2 separate regions of the Mus musculus genome follow, and region 2 is linked to region 1. Evidence: chromatin contacts called from public HiChIP or PLAC-seq data. All regions are on one chromosome and are shown on one strand. The core of a region is the stretch at or near the end of the contact, and the rest is flanking DNA. Distances in the headings are between cores, read along the strand shown.

Evidence for each region. HiChIP or PLAC-seq counts read pairs in DNA pulled down with a chosen protein or histone mark.
Region 2: an H3K27ac HiChIP or PLAC-seq map of embryonic stem cells shows a contact between it and region 1, with 5 read pairs. The contact joins two enhancer-like sites. A contact is called at or near these places in 3 of 115 datasets of contacts at active chromatin or transcription factors (cardiomyocytes, embryonic stem cells and stem cell-derived neural progenitor cells) and 2 of 9 other capture datasets (liver and pancreatic islet).

The regions. Positions count from the first base shown.
Region 1 is chr15:82,186,113-82,191,349 of GRCm38.p6, forward strand. All of the region lies in intron 11 of Srebf2 (sterol regulatory element binding factor 2), which reads left to right. Among named protein-coding and RNA genes, the nearest start is that of Mir33, 9.4 kb to the right of the region's middle. Within about 2 kb of position 1,954, at least 43 of the 459 cell types and tissues checked have an H3K27ac peak or open chromatin away from gene starts, as enhancers often do. A contact at or near this core is called in embryonic stem cells, where this site is marked.
Region 2 is chr15:81,962,830-81,968,066 of GRCm38.p6, forward strand. It overlaps the pseudogene Cyp2d67-ps. Among named protein-coding and RNA genes, the nearest start is that of Pmm1, 4.5 kb to the left of the region's middle. Within about 2 kb of position 2,367, at least 38 of the 459 cell types and tissues checked have an H3K27ac peak or open chromatin away from gene starts, as enhancers often do. A contact at or near this core is called in embryonic stem cells, where this site is marked.

The DNA of each region.
Region 1 (5,237 bases), core at 704-3,203:
TTGATCTCGGGACTATAGATCCACAAATAACAAAGAGCAGCGCTCTGCAGAGCTCGCAGGGCAGCTGCGAGGTGGGAAGTTAGGGAGTGCTTCCCTCGTCGCCTGGCACAGGACGGGGCCTGCGCTGGTTGTTCACAGCTGGCTAATTCCCAACCCTCACTATCGCTGGTTCACAACATCTGCTGACCTCGGGCTTTCTCTTACTCCAGCAGAGAGAGCCACATTTCCCTCAGTGCCCCACTTTGCATAGATAACTGAACACACTGGAATATTTTATCTCTGCCTGTCACCACTTGGTAATGGAGGTGATACTCTGAGAACAGACGGAGAACATGTGTGTGGTAACGCTGATCTTTTGCCACAAGTGTATCATGGTAGTCTACGTGACAGGGCGTAAGGAAACTAACTCTCCCCTCCGCTTTTATAAATAAATGAGACATGCATCGGTTGACTTATCCAGCATATTTTATTTTACTCCTGTTCTGGACCAGGCACTCCGGAGCAGATAGTAGAGAAAAATGTGTTAACTGGCAGGACACCCAGGCGGGTTCAGGCTTGCAGAAAGACATGTGGGTAAGCTCAAAGACAGGACCATTGTGTCACCCCAAAGCCCCACTTAGCTTCATTAGGCGCCATCATTGCTGAGATGCAGCTGCCTTACAGAAGAGCTCTCAGCCTGACTTCAGCACACGGGCTGAGGTTCAGGGAGATGGCTCCACTGAGGTGGCTCTAAAAGCTGGTGACTGGGGCACACCTTGTTGAATTTGGGAGGTTGCAGCAGGAAGATCCCTTGTGCCTAGAAGTAAGTCCAAAGCTAATCTGGGCAACATGGCAGACCTTATCACAAAGCAGGAAGGAAAGAAAATCACCCTTGCCTGCAGCTCCCCCCGAAGGCGTTGTGTGCCTCATCTATACTCAGCAGTTTCATATGTAGTTCCCTGGCAGTCCTCCAGCACATAGGACAGATGCCTCATCCACTCCAGGTGGCTGCTTAGACCTTAAACCTTGGTTTTCCCTTCAGTTTTTTAACCTAGCGAGAGATCTTGGGCATCTTGTTTTGCAGAGGTGGCTGGCACTCACGTGAGGCTGTTAGGAGCACTTCCTGTATTTGCTACAAACCACTGCAGAAAGGAAATGTTTTTAATTGTCACCCACCGCTGTGAACACACCCTCATTCTAAGTGTCTAGTGATGGCTCTGCTGGGGCAAAGGGGTAAACACCTGAGACTTTAGCAGGGTTGCCCAGTGTGCACTGCCAGTAAGGTGGCAAACAGTGGCGGGCATCTGTTGTGCCTGCCCCTTTCTGTCCACTCCCTTTTGGAGCAGCTGGGTTAAGAGTTGCAGACAAGGGGCTGGAGAGATGGCTCAGCAGTTACGAACCCTGTCTGCTCTCCCAGAGATCCTGAGTTCAATTCCCAGCACCCACATGGTGACTCACAACCATCTGTAATGGGGCCTGACGCCCTCTTCTGGCCTGTGGATGTATATGCAGCAGAGCACTCATACATTTAAATAAAAATTGAAAAAGAAAAAAAAGAGTTGCAGACAGGCCAGGGAGGCAGGTGGGTCTCTGAATTCAAGGCCAGCCTGATCTATAGAGCGAGCTTCAGGATAGCCAGTACTACACAGAGAAACCTTGGGGGGAGGGGGGCGTGTGGGGGGAAAGGAAAGGAAAAAAAAAAGAGGCAAAGAGCTGGCGTTTTGGTTCTGTTTGTTTAGTTGTTAGTGGTTCCAGTAACCTACGAAGTATTTATGTCTTAATTAGTTTAGTAGCTTGTGGAGCGATCAGACATGCAGTTTGAAAGAGGAGACAATGCTTTTATTTTTTTAGGCCTTTGAGGCAGATTTTTAAGATTTACTTTTGTTTGTGTGTCTGGGTGCTCTGTCGGCATAGATGCTGCACCACATACAAGCCTGTGAGCCTCCTTTTGCATCCTCTGAAAGAGCATCACCCAGTGCTTTTGACTGCTGAGTCATCTCCAGCCCTTGGCCTTAGCTTTTTGGTTTGGTCTGGTTTGGTTTGATCTGGTTTGGTCTGGTTTTCACACAGCATCTCTCTAGCTAGCCTTGATGGTCCTTGAATTCACTACCTACATCAGGCTCACCTCAAACTCACAGAGACCCACCCACCTGCCTCTGCTTCCCAAGTGCTGGGATTAAAGGGGTGGGCCACCACACTCACCTTGCCTCCACCTCTTAAGTGTAGCTGTCATAGACATGTACCACCATGGCTTAGACTCAAACTGGACACAGCACCCCATTCCCTGTTTCACGCTGGTTTCCACATGCTAATTGCTTTTTAGAACAAGACAAAACAGTCAAAAAAAATAGCTTCCTAAAACTTATTAGCTTTACACAAAATACAATGTTATTTAAAGGAAGGTAATGTAGTCTGGCTTTTGCATCTCGAAGCACCTCGGTCTGTTGTGTTTCATCTGTCTACATGATGTCCGGTATCCATGCTTAGAGCAGGAATTGCAGGTACCACTTGGCTCCCGTGAGCGTTCCCTGTGCCACTTAGGGTTCGTGGCACACAGTCGCCAGCTGTAACGGAGGGCTGGAGCCAGTCCAGGCACACTGGGCAGCTCTCGAGAGCTAAGCAGTCCTGGGCAGCTGCCTCGCCTCTCATGCCAGGCAGTTAGCAGATGAGCTACAGGAGAGGCTCCTGTAGCTCAGAGAGGTCTGGTGTCTCCAAAATTTAGAGGGAAAGTATTTTTTTCTTTAAACTGGGAGTATTATAATTGGAGTATAAAGCCAAGAAAATTAAAAGAGCAATAAAAATTATTCTCAGTTTCCTATACAGAAGCCTTTATAGTTGTGCTGCCTGTCTTGGATTTATGTTTCTTATTAGTTCAAACCATTAAGGGGAGACTTCATGTCAGCTAATGCTTCTTAAAGTTTAGACTCCAGGGACTCTTGACACCCTCTTCTGGGCTCTGTGGGTACTGCATTCATGGTGCACAAACACACAGAATGTTTTAATTTAATGTCAGACCAGGCATGGAGGCCATGCTTTTAATCCCAGGATTCAGGAGGCAGGAGCAGTTGGATCTCTGAGTTCAAGGACAGCTAGAGCTACAAAATGAGATGCTGTCTCCAAGGGGTTTTTTGTTGTTGCTCTTGTTGTTGTTGTTCTTAATGTCTAGACCATGATTTCAATGTTTGAAATAAAAGAGCTCAGGTTAAAAATATATTTTAACCTAATAATTTCCTAAATGGCTTCAGTGGGTTCTTGCCATAGGACCTGAAAGGCTTCCTTTGTACCTCTCTGTATCACCCTTGGATCCCTACAGAGGCCAGCACTCCTTATTTTTCCTTGGAACAGTCACCATATTTCCTTGCTAACCAGGCCTATGACCTGGAGAGGGTTGGACTCAATTATTAGAAGATTCTGGGTACACGAAGCCCTGGAATTACACATGTATACACACACACACACACACACACACACACACACACACACAGCCTGTGTTGTCCCACCGCCGAGGAGCTCGGTGAGCACTTTGAAGGTCATAGCAGGTCACAGGTTCTTAGGTATTGGGTATCACAGTACCCTGTTCCCAAGGCTGGGTGGTAAATAGGAGACTGTCACTGTTTCTGTGAATCTAAGTGAAATGCTGTCCTGGTCCTATAGGCTGCCATGACACTGCCAGTGAGTGTGTCTATAGGCCAGTCAGCTTTCTCCCGTCAGGCGGCTGTCCCCGTGGTCCCCTTCAGAGCCTCCCCAGCGCATCCTCGAGTGGCTGTGCTATTTCTGACTCTGGCATTCAAGTTTTCTGAAACTGTTACATTAGCTGATTGCTGCTTAAAGTCTATTAAAGGTCAGAACCATCAGCCTCCCAGACCCCGAGATAGATGCCCTCATTAGAGGCAGTGCCTACGCTGGAGAAGGAAGTTCCCAGACCAGCAGCCCCTGTGGCGGACTCCTGGGGCTCCAGCTATGTGTCTTCCTTCCCGTCCACCTCTGCTCGGCCCCCTGTTCCGATTGAGTAGGTTTATAGATCAGAAATCGTGAGCTATAGAGTGGAGATATTATCACTCAAAAAAGACGGAATTGGGGCCAGGGTTGGGGAGAAAAGAATTTCTAATAACCAACAGACAGCGATGTTCTTGCGTTTGTCTTACACTGGGGCCCCAGAAACAGTGTTGTCCTGGCTATGCACTGGTGGTTTCATTTCCAGACACTTTTAACATCCCTTTGGTTTGGTTTGGTTTGGTTTGGTTTGGTTTGGTTTGGTTTTGAGACAAGGTTTGAGACAACTATGTAGCTGAGCCTGTCTTGGAACCCACTCTGTAGACCAAGCTGATCTGGTAGGGATCCACCTGCCCTGCCTCCTGAGTACTGGGATTAAAGAAAGGTATATGCCCAGTATATACTGGTATATATACTGGTATATATTAAAGAAAGGTATATACCCAGTGTCCTTTTTTAGAGAACTAGAGAGATCTCTCGACAGACGTTGGTAGAGTAATGAAGGGATGAAGAGGGGTGTGTGTGTGTGTGTGTGTGTGTGTGTGTGTGCGTGCGTGTGTGTTTTCAGCTATAAAGGAAAACAAAATTATGAAATTTGAAAAAATAGTGGATGGATCTGGAAATTAAAGTCAAGCAGCCTCAGAAAGATGAATCCTACTTTCGTTCACATCCTGGTTGTGTGTGGGAGGGGGCAGAGGGCAAGTCGTGGAGGTGGAAGGACAGGGCTTGTGCACACTAGAGCACGTGACTTGAAAACAAAAAGGGGGACATGCCCTTAATCTCACCACTCTGGAGGCCTATAGAGCAAGTTCTAGGCCATCCAAGGGTACAGAGAGAAATCGTGGGGGGAGGGGGGCACTGGGAGTGAACAGGTATAGGGTGGGGGAGGGAGGAGAAATGGAGGAGAATCAACACAAACAGATTTTGTTTGGAAATGCTACGATGAAACCTAATCCTTTTCACGTGAATTTAAAAAGAGGCTGGAGAGCGAGCTGCTGTAAGAGTAGTTGCTGTTCTTGGAGGACCGAATCTGGTCCCCAGCTCCCAAACCCAGTGGCTCACACCACCTGTAACTCCCGGTGACGCTGCTAGCATTCCTCCCAGGCTCCACCCCGCAGGTAGGCCTGGCTTGCTCTGAAAGGGACTGACTAGTCTCTCTGAGCCCTCTCTCCCTCTCTCCCTCTCTCCCCTCCCTTCCTTCTCTTTCTCTGTCCTTCTGTGCCCCCTCTCTTTCTTTGCCTCTACTTCCTTCCCATCCCCATTCC
Region 2 (5,237 bases), core at 1,117-3,616, 220 kb before region 1:
ACACCTCATGTGTGTGTGTGTATGTGGGGGGGGTTAGAGGGCAATTTTAAAGAGCCGCTTTTCTCTCTCCACCATGCAGAGACTTGAACTCAGGTTAATAGATTTGCCACTGGCACCCTTTTCCATCTCAGTGGACAATGCACATTAAGTGTTTTTGACCTGGTCTTGAGCATAAGGGGTAAGAAAAAGAGAAGAGGGGCTGGAGAGATTGCTCAGTGGTTAAGAGAGCACTGGATGCTCTTCCAGAGGACCCAGGTTCAAATCCCAGAACCCACATGGCAGCACACAGCTCTCTGTAACCCCAGTTCTAGGGGATTGGATAATCTTGTCTGCTTCACAGTATCTTCCAAGCATGGGGTGGGAGTACAGAGCCTCATACAGCCACACAGCAACACACATACACACACACAGAAAACAAGAGAAAAGAAAAGAAAAGAAAAGAAAAGAAAAGAAAAGAAAAGAAAAGAAAAGAAAAGAAAAGAAAAAAGGAAGCCAGGCAGTGGTGGTACATGCCTTCACACCTTTAATGCCAGCACTTGAGAGGCAGAGGCAGACAGATCTCTTGAGTTTGAGTTCGAAGCCTGGTCTACAGAATGAGTTCCAGGAGAACCAAGGCTAGGCAGAGAAATCAGGTCTCTGAAAACCAACCAACCACAAACAAATAGTGACTCCTTCCCATGTGTGTGTACAGATACTTGTGTTCCTTTGCTTGATTTCCTTATCATGTAATGTAGTACCAATTAAGAGAATATCAGTGGTTATCTTATTTGAGATACCAAAGCCTGTCCCTCGAGGGACATTTCTTACCTGTTTTGAATTTGTAATGTGTAGGCGGTTGTATGAGGGATGGTTGTTATTAGGCCCAAAGGAGACTACAACTCCCCAGACTCCAATAGAACAGTGACTAGAAAAGAAAGGAAATAATTTAGACAGGAGGGACTTAACTTTCTGTTTTTGTTTCAACTTTCCTTAGATCTTTTCTCTCTATAAAAAACAAACTTGGGCTGGTGAGATGGCTCAGTGGGTAAGAGCACCCGACTGCTCTTCCGAAGGTCCAGAGTTCAAATCCCAGCAACCACATGGTGGCTCACAACCATCCGTAATGAGATCTCCCTCTTCTGGAGTGTCTGAAGACAGCTACAATGTACTTACATATAATAAATAAATAAATCTTTAAAAAAAAAAAAAAAAAAAAAAAACAAACTTCAGCAGGGCATGGTGGCACACACTTTTAATCCCAGCACTCACTCGGCAGAGGCAGGCAGATTTCTGAGTTCAAGGCCGGCCTGGTCTACAGAGTGAGTTCCAGGACAGCCAGGGCTATATAAAGAAACCCTGTCTCGAAAAAACAAAAAAACAAAACCAAAAAAAAAAAAAAAAAAAAAAAAAACCAAACTTCTAGCCAGTGATGGGGGGTGGTCATGTCTATAATCCCCAAGAAGGTTCTAGAGCTCAGAGCCATCTTAAGCTACATAGTGGATTCAAGGACATCCAGGCATGCCATGCAATAAGAACCTTGTAGAAGGCAAGGTGGCATGTACCATGTACCTGTGATTGCAGGGGGAAGCTGAAGAAAGCAGATTGCCTGAAGGTCAGTGTGAAGAGCTTTTGCTGCCAGATTCTAGAAATTTGGCAAGAATTTGACATTGGACTAGGAAAGGTTAGTAGGCACAGATAAGAATATTTGCATTAGAGCTAATACAAAGCTCAAGGTAAACTCAGCTCAAGGTAAACTAATGAAAGTGGGACTTTCCTTTTATCTTGGTTATTCTGATAAGCCCCCAGAAATCTTGACCTCGAGCTTTATTTATTGCCTTGTTTGATCTTTTTATTACCTTTTTGATTACTTTGTCTTTGATTTAAGAACTGACCCTGCCAGGCTTGGTGGCCCACGTCTTTAATCCCAGCACTCGGGAGGCAGAGGCAGGTGGATTTCTGAGTTTGAGGCCAGCCCGGTCTACAAAGTGAGTTCCAGGACAGCCGCCAGGGCTATACAGAGAAACCCTGTCTTGAAAAACCGAAACAAACAAACAAACAAACAAACAAACAAAAACCAAAAAGAACTGACCCTATTCTCTGCAAGTACCTAGAATGGTATAAAAGCTGACTGGAACAAAAATAAACCTGGGTCAGCCACAGTGCTGACTGGAGTCATGTTATAATGTTTCTAATTGTTTCTTTCTTTAATCCTCACTCCCTCCCTTGGGACCCTGTTGACTGACTGAGCTGGCTTGGGTCAGGCGGGTGTGACTAATCCTGTAAAGGTGGTGGGACCTGGGAGGATGGGACTGATAAATGAAGCTGACTAAAGTCTCCTGCAATAGCTGACATTACTCAGAGCAACCAGGACCAATCACACTTGGCAAAAACGTTTTTCCATAGAAGCCTAAGAATAACAGCTAAAGTGAGCTCACTCCTATCTGCTCCACCTGGGAGGAGCCAGCTCCAAGAATGACTCTGTGTTTTGGAGAAACTAAGGTCAGGGGGTTGTTGTTACACAGAGAAACCCTGTGTCCGCTGGGATACAGAGTTGGGAACAGGACTGGACTGGATGGGATCAACAGCAAACAAAACCTGTGGGAGGGAAGAAAGGAGGGGGCTGTGGGGAGTGGCGGGGGAGGGTTGGTGAGATGGCTCAGTGGTTAAGCACACTGACTGCTCTTCTGAAGGTCTTGAGTTCAAATCCCAACAACCACATGGTGGCTCACAACCTTGTGTTATGGGATCTGATGCCCTCTTCTGGTGCATCTGAAGGCAGCAACAGTGTACTTATATATAATAATAAATAAATCTTTGGACTGGAGCGGGCAGGGTTGACAGGAGGGTGCAGAAGTCCTAAATTCAATTCCCAACAACCACATCAACCGCATGAAGGCTCACAACCATCTGTACAACTACAGTGTACCCATATACATAAATAAATCTTAAAAAAAAAAAAAGAAAAAAGAAACAAAACCTGCGGTTGTAAGAGCCCCTGTCTGGCTTTCCTTGGTGTTCTGACAGACTACAGTATTGAATTTGTATCCCAGGACAACCCAGGATACAAAGCAAGATCCTGTCTTAAACAAACAAACAAACAGAAAACCCAAACCACCAAAAACCTAAAACCAAACCAAATCTCAACTTCCTGCTTGGCTCAGGGAAAACTTAGCTCTGTTTTATGGAATGAAATGTTGTCCAGTTCTATCTAGAATCAAACAGCCAACGATGCTCACCTTTGATCCCAGCACTCGGGAGGCAGAGGCAGGTGGATCTCTGTGAGTTTGAGTCCAGCCTGGTCTACAGAGCAAGTTCCACAACAGCCAGGGCTACACAGAGAAACCCTCTGTGTCTCAAAAGATCAAGCCCAGAAAAAAATAAAGAAAAAAGTGATCCAACCTCAAGGACTCTCAGCCGCTGTTGACAGTTTCTCAGCTTTCTCAGATCTGACTAAAGAAGTTTCCAGGTTCTGAGTCAGGCCTTCCGGATCAACTCAGCAACCTCAGAACACAGCACAAGAAAGACTCCAGGGGCTGCAGCTGCCCCCTCCCCCCCCCCCCCCCGCCCCACTGCCTCTCACTCCCACCAGCTCTTTAAGTGTACTCCTTGGGGACAGCCACACGATGTGACCTGCTGTACCAGTCAGCCCTTTATGTCTTGCCAATCAGCCACTTTCTCTCATCTCTTCTCTGTCGGAGGGAATGTCCTCACGCCCCCCCCCCCCCCAGACTTCTCCCTGCATTGCATAATCTGTTGACTGACTTTTCTACACCTTGTGATCACGTGCCTTGGAGCAGTTCGTGGTCATCTGCCCACCATGCTCACCCAACAGGAGCACCGTGTGCACAGCTCCGGTGGAACTCAATTCCCAGGTCCTGCCCGCCCCTCCCCACCAACACACTGAATAAGCACCTGGGAAGGAAAGGACCTCTGACGCTGACCTATCTTGCTTGTTCTGGCTCTTCTACAGCCTCTCTCTAACTGAGGAGTAAACACAACTTAGCCCAAGGCAGCGGACACGGGGCAAGCTTGCCTCCTTTGTAAGAACCCAAGTGCCCAGGCTGTGTGTGCAAACAGTGTCTTTCCTGATCTCAGCTGGCTTGAGTGTGAGGGTCCTGAGGCTTTTCCCCCCACAAAAATCAGAGAAGCAGTAAGGCAGCCATGGGGCTGCTGACTAGCTATTGTCTGTGGCCATATTTGCGGCCATTTTCCTGCTCTTAGTGGACATAATGCAACGGTGCCAGTGCTGGGCTACCTGCTACCTGCTGCTGCTGGACTTCCAGAATATGCCATACAGCTTGTACAAGGTGAGGGGGAATGACAGTGGAGAGGGACAGAGGCATGGCGCTCCTAGTGGCACATGGAGAGAGGACACTGCAGGCCTGATGGAGAGAGGACACTGCAGGCCTGCGGATGCTCAACTTTTCAAAGGCAAAGACATGGGAGCGCAGTGGCCAGGGTGTGGGGTCAAGATGTGACAGCACGTTTGGGCTTAGTTGGATAGAGCAGAAGTCACAGCGGCCCCAAGTCCCTGTGACCCTCAGTGAATGAAGAGTCGCGGTGTGGGGGAGAGATCAGGGTCTAGTGGAGCTTGTCAGCCAAGAGACCAAGTGGAGAGGGGTGCTGTGGACATGTATGGCCTCAGGTCTCACTGCTGAGGAATTTGACACTCCTCTTGTAGGTGGGATGCTATGGGGCCCAGTGGCAGTTTTCTGGCTCTGGTAAGGTCACAGCAGGGTGATCTCTTAGGTGCTATGAGTACTTTGCTGCTAGATGGGACACTCTAGTCACAAAGGGCCAAATCTCTCTCTCTCTCTCTCTCTCTCTCTCTCTCTCTCTCTCTCTCTCTCACACACACACACACACACACACACACACACACACACACACACAGAGGAGACTGTCTGGGAGAAGCCCCTCCGCTTCCATCCTGAACTCTTCCTGGATGCCCAGGGCCACTTTGTGAAGCCTGAGGCCTTCATGCCATTCTCAGCTGTAGCCTCCCTCAGCCTTGAAGCAGGCTGATTCAGACTTTGCTGCCACTGAATATGAGATCACCTGAGGTGTAGCCTTCTGTCTTAGACGGCTATATTGTTATGTCAACTACCGCTGTTCTTCTCCAAGACTCTGCTACCTGTTGAGATACCCATGAGACATTCCAGAGACACATCCTATCCTGCACGTCGCCTACTGGCTGGCTCCAAGCACCAAGAATGGACTGGTGTGTGTGTGGGGGAGGTATGGGGGGGAGGGGAGGG